3 separate regions of the Mus musculus genome follow, and regions 1 and 2 are each linked to region 3. Evidence: chromatin contacts called from public Micro-C data. All regions are on one chromosome and are shown on one strand. Each heading gives the region's core, a stretch centred on a gene start, on an enhancer-like site or on the middle of the called end of the contact. The rest is flanking DNA. Distances are from core to core; before and after follow the strand shown. Region 1 holds the start of Spast (spastin). Region 2 holds the start of Yipf4 (Yip1 domain family, member 4). Region 3 holds the start of Ltbp1 (latent transforming growth factor beta binding protein 1).

Region 1 (3,610 bases), core at 132-2,631, 670 kb after region 3:
GATTTGGGGTCACCTGTTTCCATCTTGTAAGTAGTAATTTCATCTGTAAAAGACCTGTACTGATAGTACTCTGACCTCAGAATTATTGTGAGGATCAAAGACACATGCAAAATGAATTGACAATGCCTGCCACACAGAAAGGCGAAGAAAAGATGTTGCTTGAAGGAAACCTGAAGTATGCAGTATTCCTGCCTTCACTGCGAGGCAGGAGCGTTTGTTTTATCTTCTATGGTAGAATGATATATGCCTGTTTACCCAACTCATTCATTTAATATTTTTAACATTAAAATTTAGAAACTCGAGAGTGCCTTGGAATAAAATAAAAATAACAAAATAGTAAAAACTAAAGCAACTAGCGGTTGAAATACAGCTCAATAAAAAAGAAATCTTCAAGACTCACTATATTGGTAAAAATAATTCATGAAACTTCAGAATATGGCAAATCCGGCTCTAAGTATAAGGAGCTACTACTCCTTTCAAATCCAAGTCAACCCCCCCCTTTTTTTTTTCCTCTCCAAACACTACAGAACCCTTCTCAATGAAGTTTATACACAGCTGTTTCGATACCAAAACCTTTTGGAAGCCCAGCTCAGAGAAAGCAACACTGTTTACAGTGTTAGAAAGAATCCCGTGTGGTCGGTCACTCTAGGCCAACTGTCACTGTCACCAGCACGCCTGGGTGTCTCACGGGGACTTGGGTCATGCACAAGTGTGGGGGTGCTGAAACAAAGTCGAGTCAGGGCGCCCTGAAAGGGGTGAGGATCAACTAACTAGGCGTCGCACAGCAGGATCTGGCCTGTGGGGACTCGGACTCCCGAGGCAGATCAACTCCGGGGGTGCAGGAAAGGGACGCAAGTGGCGTCCTCCCAGGGCCGCCCGCCCCGGCCAGCCCGCCGGCCTCCCTCCAGCCCCCCAGTAGTACCTTTCTCTTCCTCGTCGATGCGCAGGGCAATGGAGATGTACTCGAAGGCCTGCTTGTGGAAGACGCGGACGCTCTCGGCCTCGCCACCCGGTCCGGGCTCTGGGGGCGAGGGCGAGGCGGGCGCCGGCGCGGTCCCGGAGCTCCTCTTGGCGGCCATGAGGGCGCGGGAGAAGCGCTGGCAGAGCCACGCGAAGAGGAGCCCCAGGTGGCAGGCCAGCAGGCGCAGCAGGGCGAAGCCGACGACCAGCGGGGACGAGAAAGAAGACGGGTTCCGCTTAGGCGGCGAGCCGGCCGCAGGGGCCGGGCCGGCGGCAGGGGCGGGGACCGCGGCGGGGGGCGGAGGCCTGGCGGGCGCCGGGCTCGCGCCGCCCGAGCCTTTCTTCTTCCGTCGTCCGGCCGGAGAACTCATTCACAGCTCCCACTGCCGCCGCCGCCATAACCCGCTTCCCGCAGACCGACGGCGACCAAGCGGCGGCGGCGGCGGCCACTGCCACTGCGGCGGCGGGGGCCCACGGAGCCGCTCGCGCGCCAGCCGGAGCCCGGGAGCCTGGCACCTGCACGCGCCGCTCGCCGGCCCCGCCCCTCGCTCCTCAGCTGCCCAGGAGCACAACCCCGTCTCCTCCTCCTCCTCCTCCTCCTCCCGCCGCGGCCGGTGGCTCCTGCCCCTCCTTTCCTTCTGTCCCCTGGGCCGCTGGCACCTCGCTGCGGCGGCCGGGCACGCGCACGTCCTCGGTGAATGGCTCTGGTGCGCGCGCGTACGCCGCCGTCTTTGTTGACCTGGGAGCTTGTGCGCATGTGCGGCATCCTCCTACCCCCCACGCCCCTGCTATGCCCCTTTCTCTGGGAACCTCAGTTCTGTAGGCGCGGTTCGGCTTGCGATGGTCCCAGGGGTTCGTCGCTCCGCAGGTTCTTCGACTTTTGAAGAATCGGAATAGGGAGCTTTGATAATAAATTTTTAAATGGGGGTTAACAGCGTTTGAGTGGCTTTACTAGTGCTCAGGTCTGCTGTCTCGCAGTGCGGTTGTTTGCCTTTGTGTGAGATGCTGACCTCCAACTCCTCTTGTAGCTGAGGAAGGAGGCCTTCAACTCCTGATCTTTCTGCCTCCGTCTCCCCAAAACTAGGATTACAGGTGTGCATCATCACTCCTATTGCTTTATATATCTTTGTTTTCTGCTGGTTGAGCCAATAGGTCTTTTGCAAAGGATGGCTGATCTGAGTTTCGTATCAGAGGCAGTGTGTAGCAATTTGGGTATGTTAGCTGAGAGGGAAACAAGTTGCAGAGACAAAGTTCAAGACATCCTAAAGGGAAAACTTTATTACCACGAGGACCACGAACCCTACTTTCAACTAACCTATTACACGTTTGTGTTATCTCAGGATTAGTTATGTGAATGCAGTCATTCTTGGGTTTTGCCTAGTTACCATACTTGGTAGAATCCATACTATCTGTGTGTGCACGTGGATGTGTGTATATGTCTTCACCATTTCTTCCTTTGGTAGACTATCTATCTACTCAATATTTCCCATATTCTAATGATCAGCAGTTGTTCTACAGATCCTGGATCACATAGAGGAAAACAAACCGTGGGCCAGTCAGACTCCTGCGAACTGGCATCTGGAAATAGAAGTTAGTTGAAATCAAAAGCTCTAAGAGCCAGTCGATGCCATCTGTATTCCCAGAGTTTTTGGATTCCTAGACTATATTGCCTATCCAATAAACTATTCAGTCTTTCCTCTTTCTCCCTCCCTCGCCCATCCCCCTCCCCTCATCCCTGTCTTTAAAAACAAACAAACAAAACCACCCCCTCTCATTTCAGTTTGCCACAATTATTTCTTGTTGCCTAAATGAGTGACTACTAACACAAAGTCTCTATTGTTTCCAGTGTGAGGCATACAGATCCCCTGTGAGCGCATAGGAGAATCCCTGCATTCTGCTGAAACTATATTCCCTACCAATATAAATATCATAGATTGCTGCAAAATTTACGTCCATTGTTTCCCACTGCTGCCTGCCTTCTTTTCTGCTTCGATCCTGATTATATTTTTCACATTCTGAAATGTTTTCTGTCTTTCAAATTTGTATTCCTTTCAATTCCTTTTATCCAGTAAGCTCTGATTCTCTTTTGAACCATATAGTAGTGGTTGTGTGAAATCAATCATGTCGTGTGTGTGTGTGTGTGTGTGTGTGTGTGTGTGTGTGAAATAAAAAGGATGTACATAAATATATATGAATACATAGGTAAATAAAATAAAGTATAAGAAATATGTTTTATACATATGTCAACTAAATAAAAATGAGATGTACAGGGGGCTGGTGAGATGGCTCAGCGGGTAAGAGCACTGAGTGCTCTTCCAAAGGTCCTGAGTTCAAATCCCAGCAACCACATGGTGGTTCACAACCAACCGTAATGGGACCTGATGCCCTCTTCTGGTGTGTCTGAAGTCAGCTACAGTGTACTTACATACAAATAATAATAAAGAAATCTTTAAAAAAGATGTACAAACCTATTGAACAATTTGAGGAGACAGCAAATTGCCTTTTACTGTCGAGTCAGGTACTATCCTGAACGCTGTGTTAACCCTTCTTATGTGTGTGTCCTATAAGTCTTTTAATAAAACATTCTTTGCTTTGCTTTATTTATTTATTTATTTTTAATTTATTGTGGCAGAGTCTATGCAGCTCTGGC
Region 2 (3,757 bases), core at 133-2,632, 520 kb after region 3:
CCAGCACTCGGGAGGCAGAGGCAGGTGGATCTCTGAGTTCGAGGCCAGCCTGGTCTACAAAGTGAGTTCCAGGACAGCCAGGGCTACACAGAGAAACCCTGTCTCGAAAAGACAAAAAAAAAAAAAAAGAAAGAAAGAAATCAGATTTCTGAGAAAACTCACGTTCATCTTTAAACTGAAATTTCTTTTCTACTTTGTTGAGACAGGGTTTCAGTATGTAACCCCGGCAGGCAGAGAACTTGATAACTGTGTAGTCTAAGCTGGCCTTTAATTCAGGTATCTCTCTGCCTCTGCTTTTCAAGTGCTGGGGTCGAAGGGGTTCATCACCAGGTATTTCCATGTCTATATCGAAATCAACTTGTTTTTTCATATTGGGCAGTCAAAAATCTGGTCCCTGGTAAGTAAATAAGATTAAATAAAAGCAAAATCCAAAACCAGGTTACAAGGAGTTGAACTAATGAGGGGTGGGGGAAATTTCCCACAGTAGAAACGTTTTTTGTTTTTTTTTTTTCTCCCTGTTTTTGTTGTTGTTTGTTTTGTTTTAAGCAAGCACAGTCGCTTGCTCCAAACAGTACAAGCCAAGTCTATAGACACTGTTGGGAACACTAAGTTGAATTCCTCAAGTTTCAAATGCTCCTGAATACAGTTTTTTGAACACTGGGACCAAACACTACAAACTGTGTGGACCCAGGGATCTGGGCAAGAAATCAAGTTCAATTAAAAATAAATAAATAAAAGCACGTCTCCTTTCAAGTAAGTTTTCCATAACCTGCCAAAAGTCACCTCAGTCGGGAAGGTTTTCCTATTAATAGCAGAGCCACACAGCCCCACTTTGTTCTCCCTTAGATCCCTCACTCTTTTGAGTAACTGCGGAGCGGAGTTCAGAAAGAACTCCTTCCACCAGATCGGCGGGTTCCCTGGTGAACCAGGACACCCGGGGACCCCAGCCCGCAGCGCCGGCGCCCCGCACCCTGCCTCGTCCCCAGAGGCCTCCGGGAAGGCCCAGGGAGCACAGGGGCGGAGTCCCCCAGCTCTGCCAACCCCCCGCCCCGGAGCCCCGGAGGTCAGCCTCGGCCTCACCTTCCGCGTCCGCCGAAGACACAAAGGTGAAGTCCCCGTTGGCAGGCGCATAGGCCGGGGGCGGGCCCGGAGGCTGCATCCCGCCGGCCTCGGTGCTGACGAGCGGCTGGGCCCGGGGCTCCGGGACGACCTGCTAAGGGGCGGCCTGCGAGCCAGGAGGCGCGGGCTCGGCCGAGGGAGGGGACGCGCGAGCTAAGCGCAGCCTCTGGCTGCCGACCAGGTCGCACCCGAGGCCAGCCGGTGGCGAGCACCCAAGCACCACGACGCCGGGGCCCTGACAGGACCATAACAGTGACAGCGCCGCCGGGATTGGCTGTTTGTAATCTGCTCGACTATTGGCTCCCGCGAGAAGATTCTGATTGGCTGTTTCTGTGTTGATTCCGGAAACCACTCCAACACCGGAAGTGGCCTCTGAAATCTCTGTTCCGCCCTCATCAGCTGTTTACTTAAATAATTCTGTCTACCTTTTTCCCTGTTTGAGTTTTTATAAACATATCTTCTTCGTTGTTGTTTAACACAATTTGAGAGCTTAGTCGTTTGATGGCTCACGCTTGTAATTCCCGGAACTCCTAGAGAGGCCGAGGCAGCATTGGCAAAAAAGTGAGGCCCTTTTTTTTTCAAAGGAAAAAAAAAAAAACAACACACACACACACACACAACACACACACAAACTACTTAAGTTTTAGGACTTCAACCCCTCATTTCCGACCACAAGATTCTGCCACAATAATTCTATATATTAATTATATAGGATGTTTACGAAATTATGTGTCGTGACAAAGCTTAGTCTCCTTATCAACAAAATTAAGAGGCCGGAGAATGGTCATTGTAAAGCTGTAAATTTCCACCTACGGTTTAAGTACTCTGGCCAAATTAATTTATGAAGAAGGCAGCAGTCCAGAAAGGATAAATTAGGGCAAAGAAGCCCTTGCTTTTTGCCTGCTGCTGATTTCATCTGTTCCCTAATAAACTACCCAAAGTTTGCAAATTCACCTACGTTTTTATTATTTCTTTAAGATTAATTTATTTATTTTATACAAGAGTACACCACCATTGCTCTCTTCAGACACACAGGAAGAGGGCATTGGATCCCGTGACAGATGGTTGTGAGCCACCATGTGATTGCTGGGAATTGAACTCAGGACCTCTGAAAGAGTATTCGGTGCTCTTAACCACTGAGCCATCTCTCCAGCCCGGTTTTTATTTTTAAAGGCTATGCGTGTGTGCTTGAGGGTATGTGTGTGTGCAGATGCCTGCAGAAGGCACAAGAGGGCTTCAGATCCTTCAGAACTGCGGTTCCTGCAGACACCCAATGCGGGTTCTGGGAACCCAAACTCAAGTCTCTACAAGAGAGCAAGAGCTCTTAACCTCTAAACCAACTTCCTAGTTACTCGTCTATGTTTATAATCTTAAATTTTGCTTTTCATTTTTCTAAACTTCTGTATATGTGTGTATGTTGGTAAACCGAGTGCCACCCACATTCCTTAGCCTGGTACTCCCCTAGCCCAGCTTTGTTAACAGCGACAGCAGCCATGTCATCACCAGCGGCCAAATTCAATTTATTTCCACTGTTACCACAGGTGGAGTAGTCTTCCTGTGTACATGTGCCATACCATTTATATAGGCCAAGCCTTCACAGCTTGCCACTGTGCATCAGAGGCAGCCTTTTGTATAACTACCCTCCAATACATCTCTCCAGTGAGGGGTTTTTTTTTTTTTTTTTTTTTTTTTAAGATTCAAGGTCATTATTTATTTGTTCCTCTTAAAGACTCATTTTTGACTGGACTCAGACTTAGAAGTAGAAGCTCTCAGAGAGGACAGCCTACGTCTCTTGGCAATCTGTTCCTGGCGCTTTTCTTTGGCTTCCTTCATTCTCTTGGCCAAAAGTTTAGCATATTCTGCAGCCTCCTCCTTGTTCTTCTTAGTGCGTTGCTTCTTCAGAGCAATACGTCGGCGTTTGTGTTGCAGGACGCGTGGAGTAACAAGACGCTGAATCTTGGGTGCTTTGGTCCTGGGCTTCTTACCTTCTTTGTTTAAGGGCTTCCTGACAACATACTGGCGGACATGATCTTCTTTGGAGAGATTAAAAAGCTTTCGGATTCTACTAGCTCTTTTAGGTCCCAGCCGATGAGGCACAGTAGTATTTGTCAGTCCAGGAATATCCTTCTCTCCTTTCTTTACAATAACCAAGTTGAGAACACTGAGATTAGCTTCAACAATGCATCCGCGAACAGACTTGCGCTTCCTCTCTCCAGTTCTCCTTAGTCTGTAACAGGAATGCCCCTTACTCAACAGCAGGCGCACTCTGCCATGGGTCAGAACACCGTGCTTCATGGGAAAACCTTGCTTGTCATTTCCACCGCTGATCCGGGCCACATAACCCTTCCACTCTTCACCAAGAGCATCAGCGGCTACTTCCGTGGCCATGCGTTTCTCATAGAAGGTGCGGAGCTTGCGCTCGCTCATCATCCACCTCGATGAGCTTCTGACAGCCAGTGGCAGGGAAGGAGATGTTCAGCTTCATTTTGACACAGCCGAGCGCCTAGGAGGCGTCACGAAAAAGAGGCCTGACTTCCCAACAGTAAGGGGTTTTTTTGTTTTGTTTTGTTTTGTTTTGTTTTGTTTGCATGGTGTTATTTTGTGTATCCCTTGTCCCTCTAATCACAGCAAAAACCCT
Region 3 (3,902 bases), core at 475-2,974:
TTACACATTCCTCTCGATTAGAGAGAGAGCTCCAAAGTGTGCCCAGGATGCTCCACCCAAAGTTGCTCAAGTGGAAGGGTCAGGGACCATTCACCTGGGAAGGATGGAGGAACTAAGGGATGTGCATAAACAAGCATGGAGTCTTAAAATCCAAACAAACAGTTGTCTCTTAAACTCCAAATTAAAACAGAGTCAAATGTATTCTTCATATTCTCTGGGCCCACTTTGCTTCAGAGAGTAGTATCCCCCAGCCCCTCCCCCTCCCCCGTGCTGCCAAAAGAGTGAGATCACCCCGAGAATCCATCCCTGCGGGGGGGGGGGGGGGGCGTATGTCCAAATTAAGTCGCCCCCATCCTAACTTGTGATTAATGGGGTTAAAGCCGTTCAGTGGGGATACTTACCAGCACCGAATAACAAACTTTAATTCCTACTGCTGTTCACGTGGAGTCTCACCCCCAGCCCCTTACCAATTTAGGACCCACAGGTGCCAGGAAACCCAAGTATACAATTTCTGGGATGCTCAAGGAGAGCTGGGTCTTTAGAGCCAGCTTTCACTCACAATCCCTTTTTCATTAGGTAAACCAAAATAAAAAACCGAGTTGCAAGAAGTTTAATTGATGCCTTGGGATTAAGCTGTAGTGACTTCATGTTTACGCCCATAGTCTAGGAGCAGAAGGGTTTGCGCACAGGAGGTTACGCCCCGGGGAAGAAATAAATGCCTTTTGTGTTTCCCCCGCAGCTGGGTAACAATGCACTGAGAGTTAAACACCAGTAAAAAGTGAGCGGGCTTCCCCCGTGCCCACCCCTTCCCGCAGCGCCTCCGGCGGGGAGGAGACGGTTCCCGGGCCTCGGCGGGTCCCGGCGCGCGAGGCAGGCAGAGCGTGGGCTTACCCCTGCAGCTGCTGCTTCTGCTGAACCTGCAGTCTGGAGCCCCCGGCGCTCTGAGCGTCCTGCTGCACTTGGGAGCGCACGACTTGCCTGCCATGTTTGGCGAAGCGAGTGACCGCGGTCTGAGCACCCGCCTTAGAGTGGAGCTGCCGGCTGGGCCCCCCCGGACGCGCGGGCTCGGGTGGCAGCGGAGATCGGAGCCCCGGCAGGGCCGCGCCGCCGGGCTGGCTGGTGCGCCGGGTCCGCTCGGCTGGGGGCCCAGCCAAGGCGCGGCTGGAGGCGGCTGTTGAGCTCCGGCTGTACCTGGCGTCCAGTGCGACGTTGAAGGTCCGCGGGGGCCCAGCCAGAGGCAAGGCTCCGGCCGGCAGTCCCGGGCCCGGGCGCACCACGTACGTGATCCTCCGCACCCGGCCGTGCGCAGACCACGCTAGCAGCCCTGCCCAGAGCAGGAGACCCCACCTGAGCCAGGCTCCCGCCATCGCGGGCAGTCTCCGGCCGCGCGGCTCGTCCTGCCCCGGCGCGCTCCCTCGGTATCCCCAAGGACTCTGCGGAGAGCCCGTGCGCCGCGGGGTGGAGACCAACTGGGTGGCCGCAGGGGAGGGAGCTTTGCGGGCGGCTGAGCGGCAGCGGACCCCAGCCGGGAGTGGAGGCGAGCAGGGGGCGGGAGTTGGGGTGGAGAGGAGGGGAGGGGCGCGAGCTGCTCAAGGTGAGGGTCCCCTGGCTCAGACGAGGTGTCGCCGGGTGCGGCTGGGGTGCTACGGGCGCCAACCCCGCGAGGGTGAGCAAGGACGACCGTGAGCGCTGGACGCTCAGAGGCAGCCCCGGCTGCAAAGTCTTTTAAAAGTTTCTTCTCCCCGGTGGAGCCCTGTGTCAGATCTGAACAGCCAATCTGCAGCAGACGTGACGTCAGGCAGCAAATCCTAATTGGGGAAAGCTCGAGATGAGCCGGAGAATGAGCCGCCACCCTCCGCATCCAGATATTGGGGCTATGGGTCGGGTGGACAGGGATTCCCGCTCCCCAGCGCCAGGAAAAGACAAAGGGCTCAGCAAGGTGAGGGAACGGCCCTTTCCTTCTAGCAGCCGGAAAGGATTCGAGTAATACAGTTTGGAAGCGCAGGCACTTTTACTCGAGTTTGCTCGGATACTGTCTGCAGAAGTTGGATTAAAACACTAGGTCCGGTCCCAGAAAAGGCTATCCGAGGTAGCGTGAGCTGTCCATTGGAAAGTGATTAGCTCTATTAGTCTGAAGGAAGGTTTTCTTTAGGACTGCAACCTCCGGAAGACTTTGTGGTACCCTGCTCCTGACATTGGAGGGTCAAGAATGCGGGATGGGCAGCAGGGGGCGCCCGTGTAGATGAAGAAAATCGCAGAGGCTGCCCTGCCGGTGGTCCTTGCAGTGGAGTGGAATGGAGCATTTAGGAATTTCTCTCTCTCTCTCTCTCTCTCTCTCTCTCTCTCTCTCTCTCTCTCTCTCTCTCGTGCAAAACAGAGTTTGAAGAAAACCAGGAAATGACGTCTTTACTGCTAACATCTGAATTAAGACAATGTCAACAGAATGAATGCTGTTTTTACATGACTGCAATCAAAAGTCCATGATAATAACTGTATATTTTTTAAAACAATTTTTTAAAGGCCCGGGACTGGAGCAATAATTCAGTGGTTAAGTGCACTGGCTGCTCTTTCAGGGGACCTGGATTAGATTCCCAACCATCCAAAATTCCAGTTCCAGGAGGTTTGATGCTCTCTTCTGACATTCAGGCGCCCATACACATATTCAGACAAAGCAGTGACACACATAAAATAAATAAATATTTTTAAGTGAATTAAAAAGGGTCTTTTCCCAGGCTTGGGTTTTCTCACATATTAGTAATTTTGATTGTTCTTTGTTTGAGGGTTTTCCCTGCATCCGCTTAGGACAACTGATAGCAAGTGAGAATAATTTCAGAAATACTGATAGTGGGAAAAATCATTCCAAGCTGAGGACTAATCTAGTCACCTACTTTTCTCTGCACATTACAGAAATACTGGTGAGCGTTTGCTCTGAGGGAAGTGGGCCTGGAGGCCAGCAGCCTGAACACAGGCTTCCAGAAGGAGCACTGTCTGAGAGAGTCACTACCATCAAAGAAATAGCTCTGGTCGCGGGGAGGAGACCAGGGCTCCAGATAAAATGATCACTAATGGCTACAGGCCACGGACACTTCACCTTTCCTCTCAGAAGCTCTGCTTTCTCAACACACACACACACACACACACACAAACTGGGTGAAAAGCCCCTCCCAGCCCTGAACAGGATAACTCCAGTCCAACCTTAGAGCTGGGTTAAAGTGAACCAGATGAAAAGAAGGGTCAAGACACTGTCCCAAGTCTGCAACTTTGAGTTCTAGATGCAAAAGTACAAGGGAACAAATGCCTACCAAATGCCCGCTGTGCAAAAGACCAGCAGATACACAGCATCTTTGTATCTATCTAGAGCTACAAAGTATCCTGGGGCACAAAGCCTTTGTGTAAAGGAAACCTATCTGGTTGAGGAAACAAGATCTAAATAAAGCATTAAAGAAGCTAAGCAGCTGAATTAAGTAATGCTTAGAGAAAAATAACAGAAATCTCACAAGGCACTGCTTGATTTCCATGGTCCTAGAACCTAGTTTAGCCCATAATTCTTTGTCATCTTGTGGACAATTCGTAACAGAGAATGTTTCCTAGCTGCAAGTCAAACCTGCCCCGATGAAGATTCTAGGTGTCATATAGGGATTTTTCTAAGCAGTTGTTGCAGTGGACAGGGAGCAGTGGAAGGAAGCAGGAGGCGAGGCTGAGTGCACTTTGATAAGAGAGGCCATGGGATGGGAAGGGCAGAGGAGAATAGACAAGGGAAATGACCCAGGCAGCAGCATCAACAAGAAGTCTTTACTAGTCTTCAGTGCTGGGTGAGTCTTCCTGACAAGTGTCTCCCAGGTCCAGGATGGGGGAATGGCATATATCAACACTGCTTCCAGGACAGAAGCAGCTGTCTACAG

What was found. A called contact is a pair of places that touch in the nucleus more often than the background predicts.
Region 1: a contact with region 3 is called in a Micro-C map of embryonic stem cells, with 5 times the contacts expected there. The contact joins the promoter of Spast here to the promoter of Ltbp1 in region 3. A contact is called at or near these places in 2 of 39 promoter capture datasets (embryonic stem cells and stem cell-derived epiblast-like cells), 1 of 15 datasets of contacts at CTCF or cohesin (embryonic stem cells), 4 of 484 Hi-C or Micro-C datasets (the G1E-ER4 cell line and embryonic stem cells) and 3 of 115 datasets of contacts at active chromatin or transcription factors (embryonic stem cells and stem cell-derived neural progenitor cells).
Region 2: a contact with region 3 is called in a Micro-C map of embryonic stem cells, with 4 times the contacts expected there. The contact joins the promoter of Yipf4 here to the promoter of Ltbp1 in region 3. A contact is called at or near these places in 1 of 39 promoter capture datasets (stem cell-derived epiblast-like cells) and 1 of 484 Hi-C or Micro-C datasets (embryonic stem cells).

The regions. Positions count from the first base shown.
Region 1 is chr17:74,336,758-74,340,367 of GRCm38.p6, reverse strand. Spast (spastin) reads right to left here and starts at 1,381. Exons shown (of 17, transcript NM_001162870.1): 1 at 923-1,381. The coding sequence starts at 1,331.
Region 2 is chr17:74,487,118-74,490,874 of GRCm38.p6, reverse strand. It overlaps Yipf4 (Yip1 domain family, member 4), which reads right to left and starts at 1,382. Exons shown (of 6, transcript NM_026417.4): 1 at 1,081-1,382. The coding sequence starts at 1,159. It also overlaps the pseudogene Gm6476.
Region 3 is chr17:75,003,351-75,007,252 of GRCm38.p6, reverse strand. Ltbp1 (latent transforming growth factor beta binding protein 1) reads right to left here and starts at 1,724. Exons shown (of 34, transcript NM_019919.4): 1 at 892-1,724. The coding sequence starts at 1,367.